2 separate regions of the Mus musculus genome follow, and region 2 is linked to region 1. The links are chromatin contacts, called in public HiChIP or PLAC-seq maps. All regions are on one chromosome and are shown on one strand. Each heading gives the region's core, a stretch centred on a gene start, on an enhancer-like site or on the middle of the called end of the contact. The rest is flanking DNA. Distances are from core to core; before and after follow the strand shown. Region 1 has its middle 24 kb from the start of Myo16. Region 2 overlaps Col4a2 (collagen, type IV, alpha 2).

Region 1 (5,637 bases), core at 2,894-5,393:
AGACCCTGTATCTCAGTACTATCTCTATGGAAACCAAATTTACCATGGGTTTTGAGGGAGAAGACAATGGAACCATGGCACTATCATGGTCTACAGTTCTGCTGCCATTCTGTCTTCTGAGGGTCTGTGAAGCTCAAAGCTTTATGAAGATGTTTTCTCTCTCTCCCCCCTCCCTCTTCCTCTCCCTCTTCCTCCATCCCTTACCCTCTCCCTCTCCCCACTCTCTCTTTCTCTCCTTTCCTCTCCCTTCCTTCCCTCCCCTTCTCCCTGTAGATGCTAGAAATCCACGCCGAAAGTGAGGCAAGCACAAGCCATCTCTGGCTATGGCTGCAGCCATTAAAAACAGATAGGAGAAATCAAAGTTGTCAGAGTTCAATGTTCAGCTTGTCTTTTTTGTTACATTTCATGGGCCTTTTTAATTTCTTTTAAAAATGTTTTATATGTTTTAAATCATGTATGTATGTATATTTAACATGCTCATGTCTGCGAGTCTGAGCACACCCATCACATCACATGTGTGAAGATCAGAGGACAACCTCAGGGGTCAGTCCTCATTTTCTGTTCTATTGGAAATATGGTCTCTGATTGTTCACTGCTGCACACAGGGACTGGCTGGCCCCTGATCTTGATATTCCTTTGACTTACCATCTGGCAGCTGGAGTGCTAGGAGTACAAGCAAGCTGCCTCATCTACCTCTTCACCAGGGCTTTGAGTTCAGGTCTTTGGACTGCCACGGTGAACATTTTATCCACCAAATGGTCTCCCTGCATCCCTCAAATTTCTGTGTATTAATTCCTGGCATCTTCCAGGGATGGGATCCCAGGAATTGTCAGGATACCAGCAGGCACGATTTCTTTACTTAAACAATGCTTAAAGTATTTACAAATCCTTACACAAACTCCGCTGCACATTTCAAAGCCTCTCTGGATGACTTATGACCCTGCACAGCATGGCTGCCCTGCAATAGCTCTGGGTTATTTCTGAACATTTTCACACCAAGCTATATCTGTGCATAAGGATGGTGACTGTGTATAGCCTGGCTCTATGACATCCATGCTCACCTCCTGTGTAGCTTGGCTCTATGACATCCATGCTCACCTCCTGTGTGGCCTGGCTCTATGACATCCATGCTCACCTCCTGTGTAGCTTGGCTCTATGACATCCATGCTCACCTCCTGTGTAGCTTGGCTCTATGACATCCATGCTCACCTCCTGTGTGGCCTGGCTCTATGACACCCATGCTCACCTCCTGTGGGGCCTGGCTTTATGACACCCATGCTCACCTCCTGTGTAGCCTGTCTCTATGACATCAGTGCTCACCTCCTGTGTAGCCTGTCTCTATGACATCAGTGCTCACCTCCTGTGTGGCCTGACTCTATGACATCAGTGCTCACCTCCTGTGTGGCCTGACTCTATGAAATCAGTGCTCACCTCCTGTGTGGCCTGGCTCTATGACATCAGTGCTCACCTCCTGTGTGGCCTGACTCTATGACATCAGTGCTCACCTCCTGTGTGGCCTGACTCTATGAAATCAGTGCTCACCTCCTGTGTGGCCTGGCTCTATGACATCAGTGCTCACCTCCTATGTGGCCTGGCTCTATGACACCAATGCTCATCTCCTGTGTTGTATTTTGATGTACTCTCTCTCAGTTACCAGGAAGAGTCTTAGTTGGACTTCATTCAGCCATATATCATGTCCTGAACATTTTGTTCAGGGAACCATGTGTGAGCTTTACCTTGTCCACTGGGTAAATTTCTAGTACAGAGATATCAGCTCCCTCTACAGTGATGTCACTGTCCTTCACACCTGAACATTTTCATCAGAACAGTCCCCGAGAAGAAGCCGGCAAAAGCAATTCAGGTTGGTTCCCCTGTGGGAACACGAGCTTGGATGACCTTTGTGAAACAATTCAGTGATTCATTTGAGTGCCTTTGAAATTTTTATGTCTTTTACCTCAGTAACCACATTTTTAATTTACCCCAAGGAGGCGATTAGAGACACATGTCGCTTACATGCAAAGACCTCAAACCCATTGCCTTGCCCCAAATTTAGAAACAGCAGTAATGTCAAATGACAGATCAGTTGTTAGGTATTTTTTGGTGCTTTTGTTTGATGGGATAATATTCAGCCCAGTCAAGCAAGTCATTAAACCAGCGAAAGTTATTTTCTTGATGAATATTTAAAGACACAGGAAACATCTCATGATGTATTTGAAGGCAGGAAAATTTACCTTGATAAGCTAAGAGAATAATTGCAAAGAGCACGTAAAAGGCAGAATTATTACCTATGGGGTGTGGAGCCATAATTCATATATGTTTATAATATAATTAATAATATATTCATAATTCATATATTTAAAAAGATTTATTTTATGTATATGTGTACACTGTAGCTGTCTTTAGATACACCTCTGGACATCAGATCCCATTACAGATGGTTGAGAGCCACCATGTGGGTGCTGGGAATTGAACTCAGGACCTCTGAAAGAGCAGTCTGTGCTCTTAACTACTGAGCAATCCCTCCCGCCCCCATGATTTATATTTTAAAAATAGTTTATACTTTCATTCATTTATTTCACGGTATTCATTTTATTTGTGCATTGCTTTTATAGTAATAAAGAGGGGTGGTTTTGTTTCACATGATTTGAGGAAGATGTGGTCCAGTTTAGGAATAGTCGAGAAGCATAGCAATCCTTCTGAATATATATGGCTAGGATCCTGGTGGTCCTTCATCGTTTTTACATCCTCAGAAGCAAAGCAACAATCAGAACTGTGATTTTACAAAATTTCTCCCCAGCATGAACAGAAATTGCTTACGGCAAGGAATCTTGCTAGCAAACCAAGCTTTGCAGCATGTTTGACAAGAAAGGGAGCATAGACATGAACATTAGTTACCCAGAGAGGTGGAGCAGTTGGAGCCTCCCTCCCTGTTGCCCCCATAGGTCCCAGGTACCACTCAAATGATTCAGCACCAGACGTGACTGGATAAAACTGAGAGACAGGGTAGGAATGTGGCTCGGACCTGTTACTCACATATCAGAAACCAGCACAGGACCTATGTATACCAGTGTCTTAGTTAAGGTTTAATGCTGTGAGCAGATACCATGACTAAGGCAACTCTTATAAGAACATTTAATTGGGGCTGGCTTACAGGTTGATAGGTTCAGTCCATTATCATCAATGCAGGAAGCATGGCATCATCCAGGCAGGCATGCTGCAAAAAGACCTAAGAGTTCTACATCTTCATCTGAAAGTTGCTAGCAGAATCCTGGCTTCCAGGCAGCTAGGATGAGGCTCTTAAAGTCCACACCCACAGTGACATGCCTATTCCAACAAGGCCACAACTACTTCAACAGGGCCACACATTCTAATAGTGCCATTCCCTGGGCCGAGCACATACAAACCATCATGACCAGCATAACATGGCTGAGGCAGGAATGCTTGTGGTTGTGGTGGGGTTTGGTTTTAGGGATGCTTCCCAGAGTTGGGTCTTTTCTCTTTTCTCCCCCTTTCTCCAGCCATCAGCTCCTGATGAGGTGGATTCTCTTCCATGTGCTCAAACCAAGTCTCCTCCTCACCCTAGAAGACAGGGTTGCCTGTTGCAGTCTTGACAGTCCTTTATTTTGTCTCTTTGCTGTTTTAAAGCCTTTCTGAACAAGATTAATTGGAGGAATCTATGAGTAAAAGGAGCCTTACTATCTCAATTGTGTCCATTAAAAAAAATCTCAAGGAAACATTCACAGGAAACAACTTACACTAAAAACACCAACCGGAATTAGCATCAGGATAATGTAAGGTCTAAATGGCCAGAGAGGGAATTCACTGAGTTCACAGTCGAATGGGGAAGGAGCTCTGGGGAGGGTGTTCCTTTTGGCATTTGAGCAGAGAACACCCATGAACCTGTTAAAAATATGAACCCCAAGAAATAAGGTAGAAAAGCAAACAAAAACAACAAACAAACGTCTCTGAATATGAGTGTTAATACTTTTGTAAATCTGCCAAGATTCTCAGTACAACCGTCCCGGATTTGATATTCAGAAAAGCAGGGCAGAATTGCTGACACGGACTCTGCATAGACAGCCATTCACGGAGTGAATGCCGCAGCTCTCCTGCCGCTGTTCTCCCTGGATGACTAATATATCAAGCATGGTATTTGTTTTGTGCTCTGAAGAACTTGCTCCATCACCATAGTAACCTCTTCATGTTGGCGGAAGCTGATGTCATTTAAAGTATTATTCATTCGTGGTGAATTGATACCCAGAGTACTAATAAGTCTTGGGAGGTAAAAAGAGCTAACTATACATACTGGCTAAGCATTGCTTAGCCCTTTCCCCTGAGGGTCCTTGAGTGCCCAGTGAGAGCCAGGCAGAGGACAATTTAGAAAGCCATACGTGTTCGGGCTTCATACACAGTGCAAGTCCATGCTAACTCACGGCTTAGTTTTCTCAGTGGATGCGTGGTGCTGTGTTCATCTTGTAGTGCTGCTATGACAAAGTACCTCAGACTAAGTGGCCTAAAGAACAGAAGTTTATTTTATCATTGACCTGAAGGGAGTCTAAGATCAGAACATTAGAAATCCTGGGATGTGGTGAGGCTTTAGTCTCTGCTCCTAAAGGACCATGTTCCCATGGATGGCAGGACAGAGGGTTGTTACAAAACTCTAGGACCAACAAAGATGATTAGTGACCCCCCAAAATGGCTTTAATAAAATGACAGAGATGAAGCCTCATTGCAATGGCAGCAGAAACCTGTAAATAAAGTAGAGGGCACACAGAATTTAACTTATAAAGATTAGAAATAGTGGAAGGTGATAAGGACAGGTAACAGGGATAGAAAGGCAACTTCCTGGCACAGGATGGCGAATATTTATGTGCAGTCAGCAAACACAAGTAGATAAAGTAATTAGGAGGTGAGAAGAGAGAAAGAAGTGTGGTCAGGGAGGTTTACCCCGAGGAAGGTGCGCACAGGCTTGGAAAGACGTGATAAAGAAACAGGTCTTCCTTTTGTTTGTTTGTTTTTATTAGACATTTTCTTTATTTACCTTTCAAATGGTGTCCCCTTTCCTAGTTTCCCCTCCAAAAATCCCCTATCCCCTCCCCTCCCTGCTCCCCAACCCACCACTCCTGTTTCCTGGCCCTGGCATCCCCTTGTACTGGGGCATAGAACCTTCACAGGACCAAGGGCCTCTCCTCCCACTGATGACCGACTAGGCCATCCTGGAAGAGGTCTTCTTAAGAACTTAAGGTACCTGACACCTCGGTTGTTAGGGTTCAGAGACCCAGCTGTGCACCTCCTGCTCAGTGGATCGGGAAGACAGGTCTGGAACTGATAAACTTTGCGCTTGAGGAGATGGTATATCTCCTGTGGAGGGTTTCAAGAATCTGTGTGAGATATCCTGACCTCTGTCCAGGAAGAGTGCTGTTTTAATTTTATGTTTTCTCTTTACTGGGAAAAATAAAAGCAATACATATTTGTTGGACACAGTAAAATACTTCAGCATACAGTCATCATGGTGTCTAATTATGAAGTCAAGGTCATTAGAATTTCTGGTCCTCGAATCTTTGTCTCCAGACTGAGCATCTCTTGCACTGCGTCCTAAAGCACGTGAGTGGCCACATTGTTCTGCTCTGGTCCAGC
Region 2 (5,806 bases), core at 109-2,608, 1.2 Mb after region 1:
GACAGAAAGCTTGAAGAGTCTGGATAGGCAGAGTGTGATATAAAGAAGCAACTAAACTCTTGAGTAAAGAAAGAAATGTCCTCCCATGTGCTTCTAGGGCAAAGTGTCTTCCTTTTCTCTACAGCCATTTGAGAACCACTGACCCTCTGGTAAAAGAGGCCAGCCATGAGCATCTCCCAGAGAAATGCCTCCTTCCTCCTTTCTTATTTGGCGACTTACTTCTTTGTCAAGTAGCTTAGTCATAACTGAGAAAGAACCAGGATGCACACTTTTCCTGTCTGCAAACCTCCCCTGCCACTTCCCAACAGAGCCCGTGCCCCACCCCACCCTCCAGAGAGGACCCCAGCTTGGACAGGATTTCCCACCATCATACTGTCTGGCCTCCTCCCTCTTCCTGCTATACAGGAATGCAGAGGCCAAGGTCTGGCCCTCTCTGGGATCTGTGGCAGCATCTATTGCTGTTGAACATAGTTGGGTGTGTTTAACCACATCTGGACACCAACACATAAAGAGAGTATTTTTAGCCAACACCGAGACAGGCCTGCTCCAGCCCTGGCTTCTGTTGGTTTCCTTCTGCTCTTCTGTTGATCCATCATGGTCTCCTTCTGCCACAGTGGCCATGAGCCTTCACATCCTACCTATCTCACCATACAAGCTGGTCAGTCCCATTGGACCTGGGCCCAGAGAGACCCCAGCACCCCAGTGCCCTTTGCCCTCCTTGGCTCTTCTGTCCTTCCCTTTTGTGGGTGCTGAGTTCTCCAACAACAGCACTTTGTTATCTGCATCTCACCTGATTGGAATTTACCATTCTAGAAATGAATGAGCTGTTTCACTCTAGAAGGGGAAGGAAGCGGGATTACTCATGCTGGCTCTTGGCGTTGGGTTTTTGTTTCTTGCTGTTTTTTTGGTGGTTTTTTTTTTTAACCTTTTCTTTTTGAATCCAAAAATTCCTGACTGAGGAAGACTAGCAATTAAGGATAGAGTTGTGTCTCCCTTGGTTCTGTGGGCCTGTTGTTCTAGCTACTTGAGGGGCTGAGGCAGGAGGAGCACAAGTGGAAGGTTTGCCTGAGCGACAGAGTGAAATCAGTTGCCAGCCTGGATGATCTGGTAGATCCTGCCTCAAAATACAAATGCAAGAAGCAGACTAGAGCTGTAGGTCAGTGGTGCAGCACTTGCCTAGCAAGCAGGAGAGCCTGGGTTCCATGCCAGGCACTGGAAACAAACAAACAAACAGTCCCGTAAGAATAAGGTATAGTCTTGCCAGAAAGTTCTGGAATAAGGAACAACTGGACTACAGTGATATTTGAAACAGCTGTGGTTTGAGTCTCTTGAGCCAAGTCTGACCTTTGGGCTATCCATCCCCTATGAAAACAAGGGAGCAAAGCAGGTCAAAGTCTGTTTCCTTAACAGAGGAGAGACAGACAGACAGACCAACCAATTTAAAATTGCCTTTTTGAGCTGGGTGGTGGTGCATACCTTTAATCCCAGCACCCAGGAAGCAGAGGCAGGCAGATCTTCATGAGTTCCAGGGCAGCCTGTGCTACACACAGAAAAGAAAACCCTGTCCAAAAAAATGCCTTTTCATGGGCACTTCAAGGAGGCCTGATGTCTAAGGTTCTCCCTCCTCAGTTCTGCTGTGGGGCAGACAATATCCCTGTCTTCTAGTCAAGGCTGCATCCTCCTTAGGTTTACCTTGAATCTCTAAGAATAAAGACAAAAGGAGGTGTCTGATCTCTCACCCTTTTAGAGTCTTGTTCCCATATACATGTCATGAGTTAAAAGACATGTAACTCTTATAATGCCATCTACACATCTCAGACAGACAGACAGACAAACAGACATGATGTTCACCTGAAAGTGACCCTGCCTCAGGACTCCTGTTCTCTCTCTCTCTCTCTCTCTCTCTCTCTCTCTCTTTCTCTCTCTCTCTCTCTCTCTCTCTCGTGTGTGTGTGTGGTTTTCATAGACTCTTCTTTCTAAAACCATGGTAAAACATACAACATAAAATTACCACCTTGGTCTCTGCAGTGAAAATCTTGGGGTTTTAAAGAACAGCAGTCATGACACCGTGAGGAGAAATATCTCCTGCACAGAGCAGACAGCTCGAGAGATACTGCTTTTGGTCCCTGCTACCTATGATGGGAGCTGAGTAGACGGGAGGAGGAAGAATCAATCCGAGGGAAAGAGCCTTCTGGCCTCCCATGCGAAGGCATGGGGCTTGGGGACTGTGTGTAGGCAGGAGCAAACAGAAAAGCCCAGGGCCCTGTCCCCAGTCAGTCTCTGGTGCAGTGGTGAGGGCCTGACTCGGAAGGAACCAGAGGGAAAGAAAGGGCAAGATGCATCCTGGGCCGAACTCAAGTGACTGGGCCTTTTTGCTCAGAATCACAGTGCTAATCTGTGTGCTGAGTGCCAAAGGCACGTCCATCAAAACTGTGCACTCACAGTCAGCCAGGGACATTCTTCTCCACTGGTTCTACTTGGTTTGAATTGCCGTATTTAAAACTACTGGGGTAGGCAGACATTGGCTTATCTGCAGAGTCAAGCTAATGTAAAATATGCTTCCACTGCAAGACAGTGTGCCAAAGTATTTCCATTTCATGCCCTGCATTTTTTTCCTTGAGCTGCAGACCCAGAGGGGATCGGGCATGTGGCCAGTGAGCACATTGGGCTGAGGGAGCTCTGTCCTCGGGGTCACAGAGGCCCAAAAGCCACCTTGGTGCTTCTGGAAATTCAGCCTTATGTTCATTGTGGGTGAAAATGTGGAAAGTGGAGGCTGGCAAGATGGCTGAGCTGTAAAGTTCTTGCCATACAAGCATGAGGCCTTGAATTCAAACCCCAGAACCCCATGAAAAAGTCGACAAAGGTGGTTGTATCCCTGCATTCCCAGTGCATGGGAAGTGGAGATGGGCAGACTTCGGGGGTTCGCTGGCTAGCCAGTTGAGCTGAATATGTGAGCTGTGAGATCAGGGAAATTCCTTGTTTCAGAAAATGTGGCGGAAAACAATTGAGAAAGCAACCTGAGGTCTACATCTGTCCTACACACACAGATACACACACACACACACAGAAACACACAGACACACACACAGATACTCATAGACACACACACATAGAGAGAGACACACAGACATACAGACACATAGACACACACACAGACACACACTCACACACAGACACTCACACACATATACACAGATACATACATAAACACATAGACACACATATACATACACACACAGACACACACAAATACACACATAGTCACATATAAACACACATACAAACATACACATACACAAACATAAACACATACAGACATACATACACACTCACACTCAAACACATACACAGTCACTCACAAACACACACTCACTGAGGACCAGTGTCCCAATCACATCCAATATGGACCACCAGACTCACTCCTTCTGAGACCCATCCACCAAGTGGTGTGGACAAGGGAGCTTACCCAAAAAGGCACTTTGTCCCATTCAGTGTGGTCTCTGACAAAACTGTCTGAGCCCAGAGGAGCCATGATTCCTTCCCTGAATACATAAAATACCAAACTAGAAACAGTCCCACCCCTAGTTGGAGGTCAGAAATGAGGACAGGAACAAGCACACGGTTCCAATTCCCCCTTCACATCCCAGTCCTGGGTCAGCCTGCAGCCCTGGACTTTGCCTTTCCGACTCTGATAGGGACCCTGCAAGGGGCCCTTGCTACCTTGGGGACCTCGGTCTGCCTGGGACTGCTGTCTGGGCACCAGTAGCATCTACATCTTAATCCTGGCAGCTTGCACACCTACAGGCAAGCGTTCGGAGATGGCAGTGAGGAGGGTTGCTTTCTTTTGCTTACCTGTGAGAAGGCAAAGGAATTCTTGTTTTGCAAAACTCTCATCTTTGTACATGAGGGCCTGAACCCTGAGGGTTCAGGTCACACGTGTGATCCTGAGCTTCAGTGAAGACTATAAAAGGGGACAATATGATCTATGGCTTCTAATCCCCATAAAAATGAGCTTTCCTTACACAGCCAACATTAATTACAACCTTAACAAAGTTGAGGCTGAAAGTATTAAGGTGAACCTGAGCTCGACCATCCTTGAACAAGCATTCAGAGTGGATTATGGGAATCAGAAAGCTACAGCAGGCTTCAGGAGTGTTCCTGGAAGTTCAGAGTGGCTGGAAGCTCCTTTGAAGTCAGCGTGACAACTGTTCCTTCCCACCAGACCGCCTCCACCGCTCTCTTCAGGCTTTTGATTATTATTTCCGGTCCCAGTGGTCAGTCCTGTGCATTGGTCTCTAGTTGAACGTCTGTCCAGTGTCAATAAAATTTCATGTAATTCCCTGCAAAATCCCAGCCATGTCTTAAAGACTGAAATGCTATGCAATTACAGATGAAGTTCCGTGATGTTTTTCGTAAGCATCTCCTGGTGAAATCACACTGGAAGTCACCTGGTGAAGGCAGGATGGGTGATAGGAACATAGCAAGACCTCAGTACTTCCTCACACAGACATCTCATTGGCTGTGTGTCTGTACCCACAATGCTCTGGACCCTCCCCTCCTGTCGCCTCTGCCTCTCCATCAGACTTCAGGACTTATTCAATGTCTTCTCCCAAGAAAGGAGAGCCAGCTCTTCCATAACGCAAGTGTCCTGTCTTGGAACCTCTTTCTACAAGATGCACCTGCCCACTGCAGTGTCACCCTCTGCATCCAGGTCACATGGGTCAAATCAAGCTCCATTTGTCACAGCTGTAACCTTTCATGTCTTAAGCCTTTGTCCTCCTCTGTGAGAGAACTTTAGAATCTGCCCAGTGCATGTGGCCAAAAGGATTCCATTCAGTAATGTAGGGGAAGCCCTTAACGGGGCCTGGTGTAGAATAACCACCTCCCAAAGGCTCTGGTTACCACACTTCCTGTCCATCCCCCCTGCCTTTGGACCTCAGAGCGTGCCTCCTCCAGGAATAGTAATTCCAAGAGCTTTCCAGTCCGGGAGTATACCGCTCCTTCCATCTCTTACCCCAGCCCTGTAAAGCCCAGGCAGCTAGCTCACATCTCTATTCTAATCTGCTCAGCAGCAGAGGAAAGCACTTAGCTTGGCTGCTGAGCTGCTGTCAGAAGATTGGGTAAAACCTCATCTCCAACTAAAGGGCCCGTGGCTGTGGCTGTGGCTGTGGCTGTGGCTGTGGCTGTGGCTGTGGCTGTGGCTGTGGCTGTGGCTGTGGCTGTGGCTGTGGCTGTGGCTGTGGCTGTGGCTGTGGCTGGCTCTGTTTAAAGTATCTGCCTAAGGTTCAGGAATGCCTTTCCACACATACCACAAAGCTGGGGCTGGGTGCACTGGCCTCCACTATCCCCTGACCTCAGTTCTCATGCACCCCTAGAGAGCACACACCACAGTTGCCCTGGTCTTCTCTCATTGACCAGGCAGAACCAGGCTACCTTCCAGCCAGGATTCCTGGTATCAAGCCTCAACATTGTCACCTCCTTGAGACAGATTCACATCGAAGCCTCAGCCTGTTCTCTCAAAGGCTAGGGTGTGACCCACTCGCTCCCACACTCCCAGCTGGCTTTTCTGAGTTTGTCTCCCCACAGTGGAGAGGTCAAGGGGGTGTTGGAATGAAAAACAAAGAAATCCAGTTTGGCTTGTGTTGTTTTAAGAGAGGAATTTATTCTGTGGGTGTCAGTGAAGCGTTAAAACCCCCCAGCTCCCTACAGAGGCCTCCTGCTGTGACCCACACCCCAAGAATTCTGTTCCTGTGATCAGTTACAGCTGGGCCTTGAGTGGCGTCTCAGCTCTGGCCTGTTGCCTTTC

Evidence for each region. HiChIP or PLAC-seq counts read pairs in DNA pulled down with a chosen protein or histone mark.
Region 2: a FOXA1 HiChIP or PLAC-seq map of pancreatic cancer cells shows a contact between it and region 1. The contact joins two enhancer-like sites. A contact is called at or near these places in 3 of 39 promoter capture datasets (the C10 cell line, hippocampal neurons and pre-B cells), 2 of 115 datasets of contacts at active chromatin or transcription factors (astrocytes and pancreatic cancer cells) and 1 of 9 other capture datasets (liver).

The regions. Positions count from the first base shown.
Region 1 is chr8:10,126,873-10,132,509 of GRCm38.p6, forward strand. No RefSeq gene overlaps it. Among named protein-coding and RNA genes, the nearest start is that of Myo16, 24 kb to the right of the region's middle. Within about 2 kb of position 4,144, at least 61 of the 459 cell types and tissues checked have an H3K27ac peak or open chromatin away from gene starts, as enhancers often do. A contact at or near this core is called in astrocytes and pancreatic cancer cells, where this site is marked.
Region 2 is chr8:11,322,568-11,328,373 of GRCm38.p6, forward strand. The region is part of intron 3 of Col4a2 (collagen, type IV, alpha 2); the gene reads left to right. The region is part of intron 1 of Gm46030 (a long non-coding RNA gene); the gene reads right to left. Among named protein-coding and RNA genes, the nearest start is that of Col4a1, 13 kb to the left of the region's middle. Within about 2 kb of position 1,359, at least 59 of the 459 cell types and tissues checked have an H3K27ac peak or open chromatin away from gene starts, as enhancers often do. A contact at or near this core is called in astrocytes and pancreatic cancer cells, where this site is marked.